2 separate regions of the Sus scrofa genome follow, and region 2 is linked to region 1. The links are chromatin contacts, called in public HiChIP or PLAC-seq maps. All regions are on one chromosome and are shown on one strand. The core of a region is the stretch at or near the end of the contact, and the rest is flanking DNA. Distances in the headings are between cores, read along the strand shown.

Region 1 (6,031 bases), core at 162-2,661:
TATTTAAAAGTTTTACAATGTTTTTGAAAGGCACACCATTTTCTTCTTTATGAGTTAATCTATGAGATCAATTTACAAAGGATTCCACCTTCAAATGTTCAAACACGTAACCCTCTGGAATTTTGAGAAGCTGGAAAACCTTAAGAGTATGTTACTGTTAGATAAGATCTGACTATATGGCCAACCCTGGAATGAATTGTTTAGGATGTGGATATAACTCAATATTTAAGTACGGAGCTTACCAAAGATTTCTTTGGCAGAAGTGCTGAAATAATTTCAGAGGTAGGAGGTTCCACTAGGATGGGAAGTGGGAAGACATAGCACAGTCTGTGTGCTAAGACAAAAATGTCAATTTAACCACGAATGCAAAAGCAAAGAAAGAAATTTTACAAAACCGCAATAAGGATGGAGAACTAAAATGAAGCTCCAAACCATGTCCATTAGAAAAAGACAACTAGCTGTGTTAAGTTACATATCAAATCAAAAAAGAAGGGAGTCAGGTGGGGGATAAATATATAGATTAAAGGTAAAAGAATTGGGCTAGGAATTCTAAAGATAATCCCCCAGCAGCTTTCAAAGTTTGATTTTTTTGCCCTCTGCACCGGATAAAAGGACAACTTGAAAGTTAGGTAAAGCCAAAGAAGCTGTGAAGATTTTCTCTCAAGCCACGAGAGCCAATTGCCGCTTCTTTCCTCTTGCTCCAAGGACCCAGCTCCACCAATCCCGGAGAATGCCAAGGGCAGTCAATGAGCAACGGGAGAAGCTCTGAGAGCCACACACTCTCCCTTCAGAGGCTGCACGAGCCAGCCACTGAGAAAATCTGGGGCGTGCAAGGCAGCGACCAGTCTGCAACTGGAAATCCGCCCGAACCCAAATAAAACTTATCTTCAGAGGCCAAAGCAAGCAAATCGAAGCGGGGGTAGGGTACTGGCGAAGAAAACGCTGCTAATCCCAGAGTTAACAGCACACAGGCCGGAACCTGACCTGACCCACGCCCACTCACTCGGCAGAGAGCGCAAAGGTGCGAGCTCCAAAGGCAGGATAAACGCTCAGAGAACTTCCTTGGCTTCGGAAAAGCCATTCCATCCCATTTTCTCTTCCTTCTCAGAAAGACCCCTTCAAGTTGCCGCCGCCCACCCCACCATGTCCCTCGGGGCCCCTCATGTGGCCCCTTCGCGCCCCCAGGTGGCCTTAGAGCTGGGGTCCGCCCCGCAGTCAGCTGCACTCTAGGTGGGAGAAAAAGGAAAATAAACCACTTGCACCTCAGAGGTACTGTACTCACCCTCATAAGTGAAAACTCCGGCTCCGCCGCTGCTGCCATCACCGTCTTCCTCCTTTTGGGGAGCAGCCCCCTGGGTCTTGGGAGCAGCCATTACGCGGCTGAAGAAAAAAGGGAGGGTCACGGGCAGGAGCGCAACCAATGGAAACGCGCCTAGAAACGAAGTCCCCATCGACGCGGCGTTTCCTCCACTCCCACGCCGTGCCGTCACGTTCTGGGCCAATAGGACGTGACGATCAGAACATAACCCCGCCCTACATGCTAGTGCCACGCCCCCTTCCGGGATGGAGAGACCCAGAACTACAATTCCCAGTGTGCTGCGCAGGCTCTGGGCAGGGAGGGCTGGAAGAGGCGCTGGCGGGCGGGGGTGCGCCCGAGAGTGCCCCGGCGTGTTCGCTTAGTTCAGTGAATCAGAACAATGACTGCGCCGCTGGGTTCCCGGGAGCGCGTCGGAGGACTGTGAGCAGCCGCCGCCTGGAGAGCGGCGGGCGGCGCAGCCTCGGCCGCGCGGTGTCAACCTCGGACTCGCGAGCTTCCAGTGCAGACCCTGCCCAGCGCCCGCAGCCCGCGCGGAGCCGCCGGGCTCCAGCGCTGCAGACGCTACTCCGGAGCTGTGCATTGTTGTGAGCTGGAGAAGGGGTGAGGGGATTACAAAGCCCGAAGACCCCGAACCCCTCTTTAGCCATGTGGATACCTACAGAGCACGAGAAATACGGCGTGGGTGAGTCTCCGCGGGGCGAACTTTTTATTCCGCTCTGGCCGGAGCGGGTGCGTATTTCGCGTCCTTGCCCTGGCGACTCTCTCTTCTCCCGGCTGGAAATGCCTCATCCTGGCATCGCGCTGCGGGTTCGGGGCTTTACCCAGCCAGCTCCGGGCAGAGGGGTGCGCTCTGGGGTCTCGCCGCTCAGCGTCTGATGGGCGCTCCGGGCAGCGGCTGGGGGGAGCGCGCGACCAGCCCGCCCGCTGCAGGCTCTGCCTGCGGAGTTTGTAGTGGCGACGGGGCGTGTGTGTGTCAAGTTGCAAGAGGAGAGCGAACCGCGTTCCTCTCCAGCTGCTACCTTTCCCCAAGGCGGCAAGGGCTGTAACGATTTCCCGGGTGGAGAGGGAGACAACAACAATCGCGCTAAGTGAACAGCCCCAAAACAGAAGGGAGGCGCAGAACCTTCCCTCTGCCTCCCTTCAGCATTCCCAGAGTGCGGAATGTGGCACCGTCCTCAAAAGAGACGGTCAGACAGAGTCCGGCCGGGGACTCTCATCCCGGGTTACCCTGTGTGTGTGTTGACGGGCGGGGGGGATTGGTAAATTTCAACATCTGCGTCGCTCTGCTCTTTGGTCTTTGGAGGGGAACCGGTATTTCAGCAATGTTTTTACTTCTGATCACCCTCTCTGCCCGGGGTGAGCCGGTGGGGGTGGTGATGGAGGACAGCTGTGGAGCGATAATGGGGAGAGGGAATCGGAAAGCTTGGGTCTTAGAGGCACGGAGACGGCTTTTGGGGAAGGACTACCCTGACACTGGTGTTTGGAGGAGAAGGAACAGGGTAACGCTCGCCGTTCTGTGCAAAGGTGAACAACAAAGGACATTAATGTTGACGGATGAATACAGGAGTCTCCCTTCCTTTCCCTCCTCCCATTTCAGGCCGATTACAGTTCCCGTTTTTGTTGTTTGATTTCAGCTGGGTCGCCCCTTGACAGTTACTCCTTTTAGGGTAGTGACTATTAAGAAGCCAGGCTCTCTGACAAGCTTGTAGCAGCCAAATGCAATTATAACCTCTCAAAAGATTTAACAGAGAGAAAGCGTTATGGATTTTACTAACAATCTTTATTTCCTATAATGCCCTGTCCTGCTGATTGGTGGACTTTTTTTTTTAAATAAATTGAGTATAGATCTAGTGACTTAGATAATGTGTAGGTATCTGCTTATGTTCTAAATTCATTTTTCTATGATTTAAAAAATCTGGAAAGCCTTTCCAGGGAGTCATAGTCATAAGATTATTATTATTTTTTTTCAACTTAGCCAAGGGATAGGATTTTGGAGTCCTCTGAAAGGACTGTGTAATTAAACAAAGTCAATCTCCTATATTACATTAGCTTTCATTCTGGATTTTGACTGGTTGGCAAGACAATAGTTTGTCCAGGACCCATCTTTGGGAGGGGGTTCCAGCTTTCCCTGTCTTTGAAGCGTTAAGGGGAGTCTTTGCCAGGCACTGTACTGGCAAAGCATAGACATTTCCTTCTCTTCACTCGCCCCCTTTTTGGGATAGATTAGCCCTTGCATGGGAGAGACATTGCCTTAGCTGAACTGGTGAGGAACCGAGTTCCCTTGTCACCAGGCTTAACATCCAGTGCAGGAAGCACAGACATCAAGCAACACTGTCCCGTTTGGAGTTCATCCCAGATGTTGCTTTCTTCCAAGTGTTAAATTATACAGATTATGGAGGGGATTTATTTTCTTGATTTCTTTATGTGCCAGGTCACAGCTGGGGTGCTTGTATTGATTAGTTCTTCTCTCGCCTTTCTTTGCAAGCTGTGGGCAGAGGCTTAAGACACACTGTGGGATTTCCTGGAATGGCAAACCGGATGTTATCAGTCAAATGTTTTGGGCTGCAGCCGACACCTCGCCTTTGGGTGGTTGTGATTTGGTTGCAGAGGAGGTTGGAGGAGGTAGAAGGGTGAGCACACACTTGGGAAAAGGAGGTTTAGTGAGATGAGAGCAGAGAGGGGTCCATTGTGCTCATTTATACAATATCACACATAGAGCACTGTGTGTGTCATCTTTTACTATATTACATTATAACATGTAATTATAGTATATGAAGTTAATCATCTTTTATTAATTTTTGAACATTTGGCTTATGGAATGCTTAGCTGTTTTTTAGAATCCATCTGTTAGGTGTGTGTGTAGTGAAAATTTTGCTAGAATATTTATGTGTGGACTTTATTTCTCACCATAGCGAGCACTATTTGTAGCTGCCTATGCTGCAAGTTGTTATTTATTAATAAACTTGGGTAGTGTTTATGCTTTCCTTGCCTAGTTTTTTTTAATAAGTACTAAGAAAAAGATATATGATGGTCCCAAATGTTTGGCTGATATCAGGTATCATCGTATTGCAATTTCTTTATTCTTTGAAATAAATTCATCTTTGTAACTTTGAATACTTGAAGTTTCCATGCAAATTGTATATTTCTAATATGATACTTCTTATCTGCCACCCATCATGTACGAAATAATTGAATGTTTTTATACATTAGTGTTTCACTTTCAAGCAACCTACTGTGAACAAGGATGAAATTACTTAAATTTCATACCCGTAGTAGGGTATATCGGAGATAGAAATTCTTTTCAAACCTGGTATGTGGGCTCCATCTCCTTCATTTAATTGATGAACCGTCTTACAAGAATGTATATTTAGTCATATACCTGAGTGTTCTAGGGAATTACATAGGTATAATGATAAAGCTAGGGTCCAGTGTGATAAGGAACCTTGTGAAAACGTGTTAGTAGGCACAATGATAGGCATATTTTATCTTGGGAAATTCTGTTTACCTCTTGGTCCTAGGCTAGACAATGCTGCCAGCAGTATGAGCTTAGATGAGTCCTGTAACGTTTCAGGGTCAAATGATATCCAAGATACTTCGAAGTATTAATTCTGTAGAGCTCTTCTCAACAAATGTGTTCTTTGGTTGGAAAAACATACCCATTGTGTAGAGATTGTTCTGACAAAGACACTTTTGCTGTGACACATCACACGTGTTTTCCAACTAAGATCACAGGTAAGCAAAAGCTACCTGGCAGGCTGCCAGAACCAAGGTGCTGGCTGCTCGCTTTTGAAATCTATTTGATTCTCTCGCTCCACTAAGACCTCTGTGGGCAGTGACTAAAACATCTTGATGGCCCCTTTACAACTTTGCTCATGTTCACTGTCTGCCTTCTGCAGGTCCTCATCTGTCATACCCCCCTTCCCTCCTTTCAAGTGGTGGGAATTAGTCACAGAGAAAGTTAAGACCATTGCAGATCTATCTCTACATTCATTTGCTCAGCAGGCTTCCTTGCAGCATTCCCAGGTGAGCCTGTGAGCCTGATTGAACCCTAGCCTGAGAGACTCAGCCAGATGTTTTACATGTGTGAACCCAGTTAAATTTTGAAGGCGAAAACAGTCTGGATTGATCAGCGCAAACATCTCCAAGGGGCTTACAAAAAACAAAACTCCAAACAAGCTTATATGAAGGTCATGCCATTTAAAAAAATGAAGTATTCTCGTATGGGTATCACTGAGTTCGCACAAATACTCATGTCCTCCATTTATCCTGAAGCGGTTTTTGAGCTGATCCATGTTGGAATCCAAGTGCCCTTTTAAAGCGCCCTGTATTTTAGGGGAAGACATCCCATCTCTTATTTACACAGGCTCTTTAGAATGCCTTTTTCTCAGAAGCGTGCTTTAATGGTAGCCTGTGTGGGAGAGTTACAAGGGAGTGTACCTTTCCTCTTAGCTGTTTTCAGTTTCTTAGCCAGAGTCTTAAATGTTTCCTGTTTGTGGTACTATGATGTGTGGGACTATGATGTGTTATCACATGTATTGCTAAAGAATGATGCGCGCCCTGGAATTGTTTGTGGCATTTAGAGCCTGGCATGGAATTCTGAACTTTCAGTGGGAAGCAAAGGGGAGTGAGTGATTTCTACCTCCAAGTAAAGTACCATTGAAGGGCTGCACAGACAGTGGGGTGGCAGCTGATGTTCTTGATCTGGCCTCCTGT
Region 2 (6,023 bases), core at 1,893-4,392, 120 kb after region 1:
TTGATAAGAGTTTGCAACAGGGTTTTCTGTTATGTACAGTTTTTATTTGTACCTTTGAGAACCCTGCCAACAATCCTAACTTTGAACTTGCTCATTCTGTACCACAGATAACCCAGTTTTAGGTAAGGATAAATGAATTCTAGATGTGGACTTAAGGCCTTCTCCTGGGAAGTGAAGCATTTTCATGGCTACTTTGGATACTTGGTGAATTTCTTTTATTTTCCTCTATACAATTTGTTCTCAAAAGAATCCTTGATGTTGTCAGAAATTTGACTTCTGGGAGTAAGAGGTTAACCACAGTATGTAAAGGTAAACCTCTAGGAAACAGAGGTTAATTCATTTTGTTACACTAACTGGGTCATGCACTATGCTAGTAACTCTAGCTTTTCAGATTCTAATCTTACAGAACAACAGGGGCAAATTGCCTAGTCTCTGGGTACTTTGTGAATGTAACCAGTGGAGATGATAAATATGAAAGCTTGAGAAATTGTGATGTAATCAAATATCAAATAAAATTATTGTCAGTTACTTTCAAATCATAGTAATATAAAATCCTGCTAATTCCTAATTATTTTGCCCTAGATGTATTGAAACTCACTTTAGTGCAATTAATAGAGAAAGACTTTGTCAAAAAAATTAGTGTTAAGAACCTACTGAAAAAAGTACATCATAAAAATTAGAACATTTGATTGGGAATATAATCAGTGCTAATTATAATTAGTGCTAATTTCAAGTATGCTTAATTTGTTCACAAAGCAGACCCAATGGACTTTAAATTCACAATCTCCATAATGAATTAAAAGTAATAGTGTTTTTAAATTTAAATATGTTCTACAATAAATCGTATTTTCTTCAAAATTTATTTTTAACTAAATCGCATGGATAGGATTTTAGCATGTTTACAAAATTATGTATTTTTTTGAACGCAAGAAAAGCACTACCCGTCTCATGTAGTTTTGATATGAAATGTCTCAGTAAGGGATGTGGTGATTAGTATCCTTCTCTCCCTTAACGTGCTCGCTCGCTTGCTCTCTTTCGTAATAAACCCTTAAATGTATTAAATGTAATATAATTTAATTAGGAGAGAGGTGGAGTTGCCACTCTCTGTAGGTGCCTCACTGTCTCTGTTAGCTACGGGTATAACTTAGCAGTACATTCTCCTTAGGCTTTTTCAGCATCTTAGAGTAAGAAAAAATTGTTTTGTAATAAACTACAATTAGGATGTTTGATTTGATGGGAAATCCCAGCCTGCTGAGGGCTTTCCAATGTTGTCATCCCCCAGTAGAGATTTAAATAAAAAAAAAAAAAAGGTAGTTTTTCTAACCACAGAAACCACTGCCCCTATTTCTAACCATTGTTTTGTTCCCATCATCACTGTGGAATAACGAATGCCTACCTAGCATGTTCTCAGTCTTCCAGACCCACAGATCAGGGTGTGGTGATGGTTATTATTTTCTCTGCTGACATTACAATTTAGGGGAATTTCAGGGTAAAATATCCTATTTTCGAGATCCCACAAAGCATGGTTCTCTTGGCATAGATGTTTCACCTTAGTCATGACATAGGTTTTTTAAAGGAAGTTTGTCAGTTTTCAGTATTTTATCATTTATTGAGGCTGTATTCCATGCTGGGCACTGTGACAGGGACTCTATATGGGTAGGAATCTCCTTTAATTCCCACAACTCTCTGCAGAGAGTGTTCCTCCAACACCATTGGATGCACGAGGATGCTGAGGCCCAGAAAGGATGAGCAGCCTGCCTAGTTTGTCACGTGGCTGTAAGAAGCAGAGCAGGGCTCCAGCTCAAGTCTGTGTCCCTGTAGAGGCTGTACCCTTGAGCATGATGCCATGTGCCACATTACCCTGTGATCTGCCTCCTTGGGTCTTGATGCTTGTGCATTATGACACCTCGGGTGGTTTCCCCTCTTTTCATTCTTGAGTCCCAAGTTCCCCGTTGCCATCTTCCTTTTTGGTCCTTTAATGGGAAGAAGCATTACATAAACCTGTAATTTAATAGACCTGTGTTAAACATCAGCTGTGTGAGGAGAACTGTGTCAGAAACTGGAGCGACAAACATTTTGGTTTTCTCGATACAGTCTAGAAAACATTTGAGGTAGCTGATAAAATACATCAAATAAAAAAGGGATTGAAAAAAAAAGTCTCAAAGACCATGAAGATAGAATGAATTCCTTCCAGGGGACCCTCTAGAAGAGTTCCACTTGCAGAACATTGTTTCGTGTTCTTTGTCTCCCTGGTCCATTCTGCAGAACAGAAGGAAAACTCCCATTGGCGCTTTCCATCTTGGACTTCTTAGGGCTCTGCCGTCAACTTGAGTGTTGGGTTCAAGCCATCCTGATACATGACCTCAATGACCAGCATCTCCTAAAGACTTTGTAATGTGCAGAATATTTTCACAAGGATTGTCTTGTTTGTTCCCTATAACTTTGAGAAGCAGCAGTCATACCGAAACTGAGTCACGTTAACACAGCCGGCCCGCATTCTGCCAGGCTCCTCCAACCCCACTGCTTCCTTGAATTATCCACTGGACTTGCATTCTTCTGACTTGGGGTTCCTTTTTCCTGTTTCACTTCTTCTTTCGTAGGCTTTTAGCAGCACCCCCACTCCCTTTAACACCGCAGCAATTTTGTTACTGGTTTTACCCTTATCTCATCAGATGGTGCCCTCTCATCCATGGTCTAGGGACCACTTGGCAGACCCTCCAGTAATGGACCTCCACAGTTATTTTTATTCTTTAAAAATGTCTTTTATATTGTTGAACACTAGCTAGAACAGGAGCTTAAATCTTTTTCATTTCTCGTATCCCACAGATCGCACAATATAAATTTTTAGTGACATAGATATAAATGTTGTTGAAACAGCAAAGTATCTTACTGTCTCCATCCTGTTACCAGTGTGTAGTATTCAGGTGATGGTGGCTTGTTTGTAGAGCTTGAGCAAAATGTTCTTTGACAATGGACATTTCAAATATTTGTATATTTTGGCTGTGTAAATATTCCTGGAGCAGAGGATTTGTGTTATCTGTGCCTAACAGAAATGAAAACAAAAATCTCCCACCAGGTCTGTCTTCCTTTAGCCACATGGGAAGTGATGGTTCTACAAGTTGCCAAATGTGCATGGCTGATCATAACCTCCTCTTGAGCAGTTTAAGCTGGCACCGGAAATCTGAGATATGACTGAAGGATGTGTCATGGAGGAAAAATTTCTGAAATGTTGTTTAAAACAAAAAGTAACAGATACATAGCATTTCCCTATCCATGTTAGTGAACCTTCTAAATGTAAAGGGATCTTTAAATTTTTTGTTTAAAAAACATTTTCAGTTACTTTGAGTTTTGTGCACATTTAAGTAAAGTTGCCAGATTTAGCAAATAAAAATACAGGACACCCAGTTAAATTTTAATTTTAGGTAAACAACGAAAACATTTTTTAGCAAAAGTAGATTTCCCATGCAATTTGGGGGACCTTCTTATACTAAAAACTTACTCCTTTTTTTTCCCCCTGAAATTCATGTTTAGCTGGGCATCCCTTATTTTATCCGAAAATCCTACTTTAAAAAGTGTTTAATGATCTATATTTACCTAATATGTAAGATAGAGTACTTACTCTTTTTTAAATGTAAATAATGTTTACTAAAGCAATTGCTCTAAATTTGGTTCTTTTGATAGAAATTTAAGTTAGAAAACTAAAGAAGTGTAAGAGTTTAAATCTGAAGTAACTGCAATTTGATTACATTAAAACGAAGCACAGGGATCTCCAAAATAGGAAAGTAGGATTTATAGTTAATATTCCATTTTTACTTTCCTTCAGCATTTCCCCATTGCTCCTTATTCTGCCCTCTGGAGGCTCTAGAAAATAATGAAGAAGATGTTATTAACGAGAGCCAGCACTTGCTGAGATCAGTGACACGCTAGGCACTGTTGTTGTATTTGTCTTAATTTATTTAATCTTTACAACAGCCTTATGATTTTTGTATTGCAAATTAGGAAACTAAAGCAGAGACATTAATTAACTTAACCAAGCTTATCTCTCTCTCAGCTCTTCAAGTATTTTCTCCTTTGTAGCCTTTAAGTTTTCAGTTCCTTCTTTCATACTTTGTGGGACAAGGGCTCCAGACCCCTCTCTGTCTCCGTTCAGCTCTGGGGTTGCTGAGGTTTGCCAGTGCCCTTGAATGTGTTATGGCCAATTTTTTTTTTTTTTTTCTGTGTCTTTTTAGGGCCACACCCACAGCATATTGAAGTTCCCAGGCTAAGGGTTGAATCAGAGCTGTAGCTGCCAATCTACACCATAGCCAGAGCAACGCAGGATCTGAGCTGTGTCTGCGACCTACACCACACAGCTCATGGCAACACTGCATCCGTAACCCACTGAGTGAGGCCAGGGATCAAACCCGCATCCTCATGGGTACTAGTTGGGTTCGTTACTGCTGAGAATGGCCAAAATTTAAAAGGCCGTGTCACATGTCATGTAACTTACAAGCAGGATGCAATGGGATTTTTAATGGCTCTCATACTGGATACTGTAATTCTCATAGTGGCCCAAGGATTACATGAGATCATGTGTTTGTTTTTGGGGTAAATACACTCCCACAGAAAACCATTGCCTCACACTGAACCCTTAGACAGGCAGACTTTCTAGGGTGTCTGCCTACACACAGTGCAAATAAGTCAAGTGTCCCTCAGTTTGTACATGTGCAGTTTTGTTTTGTTTTTTTTATTTGTATAATTTTTAGGAAGTGTTTTCCTTTACTTCACGCTTCTTGCCTGGTAGTCATCTTGTATAACGCTGTATAATATAACGATGGTAACGACAGGAGTTAAGAGCAGAGACCTGGAGTCTGCGGGAAAGCAGGTGCATGATGTGTGAGCGCCTGCATTCATCCTCACCCTGGACCATCCATAGCCTCTTCTCAGGTGGCTCACGTAGCCATAGTCGAGTGACAGCAGCGTGTATCTGCTGTTTGACCATATCATCTTTGGGGAAGACGGTGGATCTATGTGACAGCATTTTTTTCTCGCTAATAATCTGACAAACTCTTCAGTCTCTTTCCTTTGATAATCCGCAGCAATCTTGCCTTCTCAGATATACTATCCCTGAATCACCATGTCATGCTGTGCCCTGCTTGGAGCTCTAGTTTCTCCCCGATGATAAAACTGTTAATCATAATCCTTTGCTCATAGTAATCATAGTGGGAGAGACTTAATAGGAAGATGTCCTGAGCAGTTGTAGACTATTTCATGCTCGAAAACCTACCAGCTCTAGTGGTTTTAGATATAGGTGGGAGCAGTATATATTGAGAGAAATGGGGTAGAATGTGAAACAGAGGGCATTTCTCGTATGTTTGAAGGAACGCTCTGAGTTAGGTACCAATTAATTCAGCATCTTTTAATTAAAAAATAGAGGAGAGATCGGAGTTCCCTGTGGTGGCTCAGTGGAAACGAATCTGACTAGGAACCACGAGGTTGCAGGTTCAATCCCTGGCCTTACTCAGTGGGTTAAGGATCTGGTGTTGCCGTGAGCTGTGGTGTAGGTCACCGATGTGGCTTGGATCTGGCATTGCTGTGGCTCTGGTGTAGGCTGGCAGCAACAGCTCCGATTCAACCCCTAGCCTGGGAACTTCCATATGCCACTGGTGCAGCCCTAAAAAGACAAAAGGCAAAAAAAAAAAAAAAAAAAAAAAAAAAAAAGAAGAAGAAGAGGAGGAATTTTCATATGCTGCAGGTTTGGCCGTAAAAAGAAAAAAATATATAATACATGGTATCACCATTCATTATAGAATGCTTATAAATGATTTATTACTGAAAGGCTTTTTCTTTTTTTTTTTTTTTTTTTTTTTTTTGTCTTTTTGCTATTTCTTGGGCCACTCCCGCGGCACATGGAGGTTCCCAGGCGAGGGGTCAAATCGGAGCTGTAGCCACCTGCCTACGCCAGAGCCACAGCAACGCTGGATCCAAGCCGCATCTGCAACCTACACCACAGCTCATGGCAACGCCGGATCGTTAACCCACTG

What was found. HiChIP or PLAC-seq counts read pairs in DNA pulled down with a chosen protein or histone mark.
Region 2: a contact with region 1 is called in an H3K27ac HiChIP or PLAC-seq map of alveolar macrophages. The contact joins the enhancer-like site here to the promoter of ZNF277 in region 1. A contact is called at or near these places in 1 of 5 promoter capture datasets (liver), 5 of 47 Hi-C or Micro-C datasets (embryonic fibroblasts, heart right ventricle, liver and 1 more) and 2 of 2 datasets of contacts at active chromatin or transcription factors (alveolar macrophages and skeletal muscle).

What each region holds. Positions count from the first base shown.
Region 1 is chr18:33,421,604-33,427,634 of Sscrofa11.1, forward strand. ZNF277 (zinc finger protein 277) reads right to left here and starts at 1,412. Exons shown (of 12, transcript XM_021079287.1): 1 at 1,283-1,412. DOCK4 (dedicator of cytokinesis protein 4) reads left to right here and starts at 1,596. Exons shown (of 54, transcript XM_021079277.1): 1 at 1,596-2,000. The coding sequence starts at 1,964.
Region 2 is chr18:33,541,054-33,547,076 of Sscrofa11.1, forward strand. All of the region lies in intron 1 of DOCK4 (dedicator of cytokinesis protein 4), which reads left to right. Among named protein-coding and RNA genes, the nearest start is that of DOCK4, 120 kb to the left of the region's middle. Within about 2 kb of position 3,143, at least 10 of the 83 cell types and tissues checked have an H3K27ac peak or open chromatin away from gene starts, as enhancers often do. A contact at or near this core is called in alveolar macrophages and liver, where this site is marked.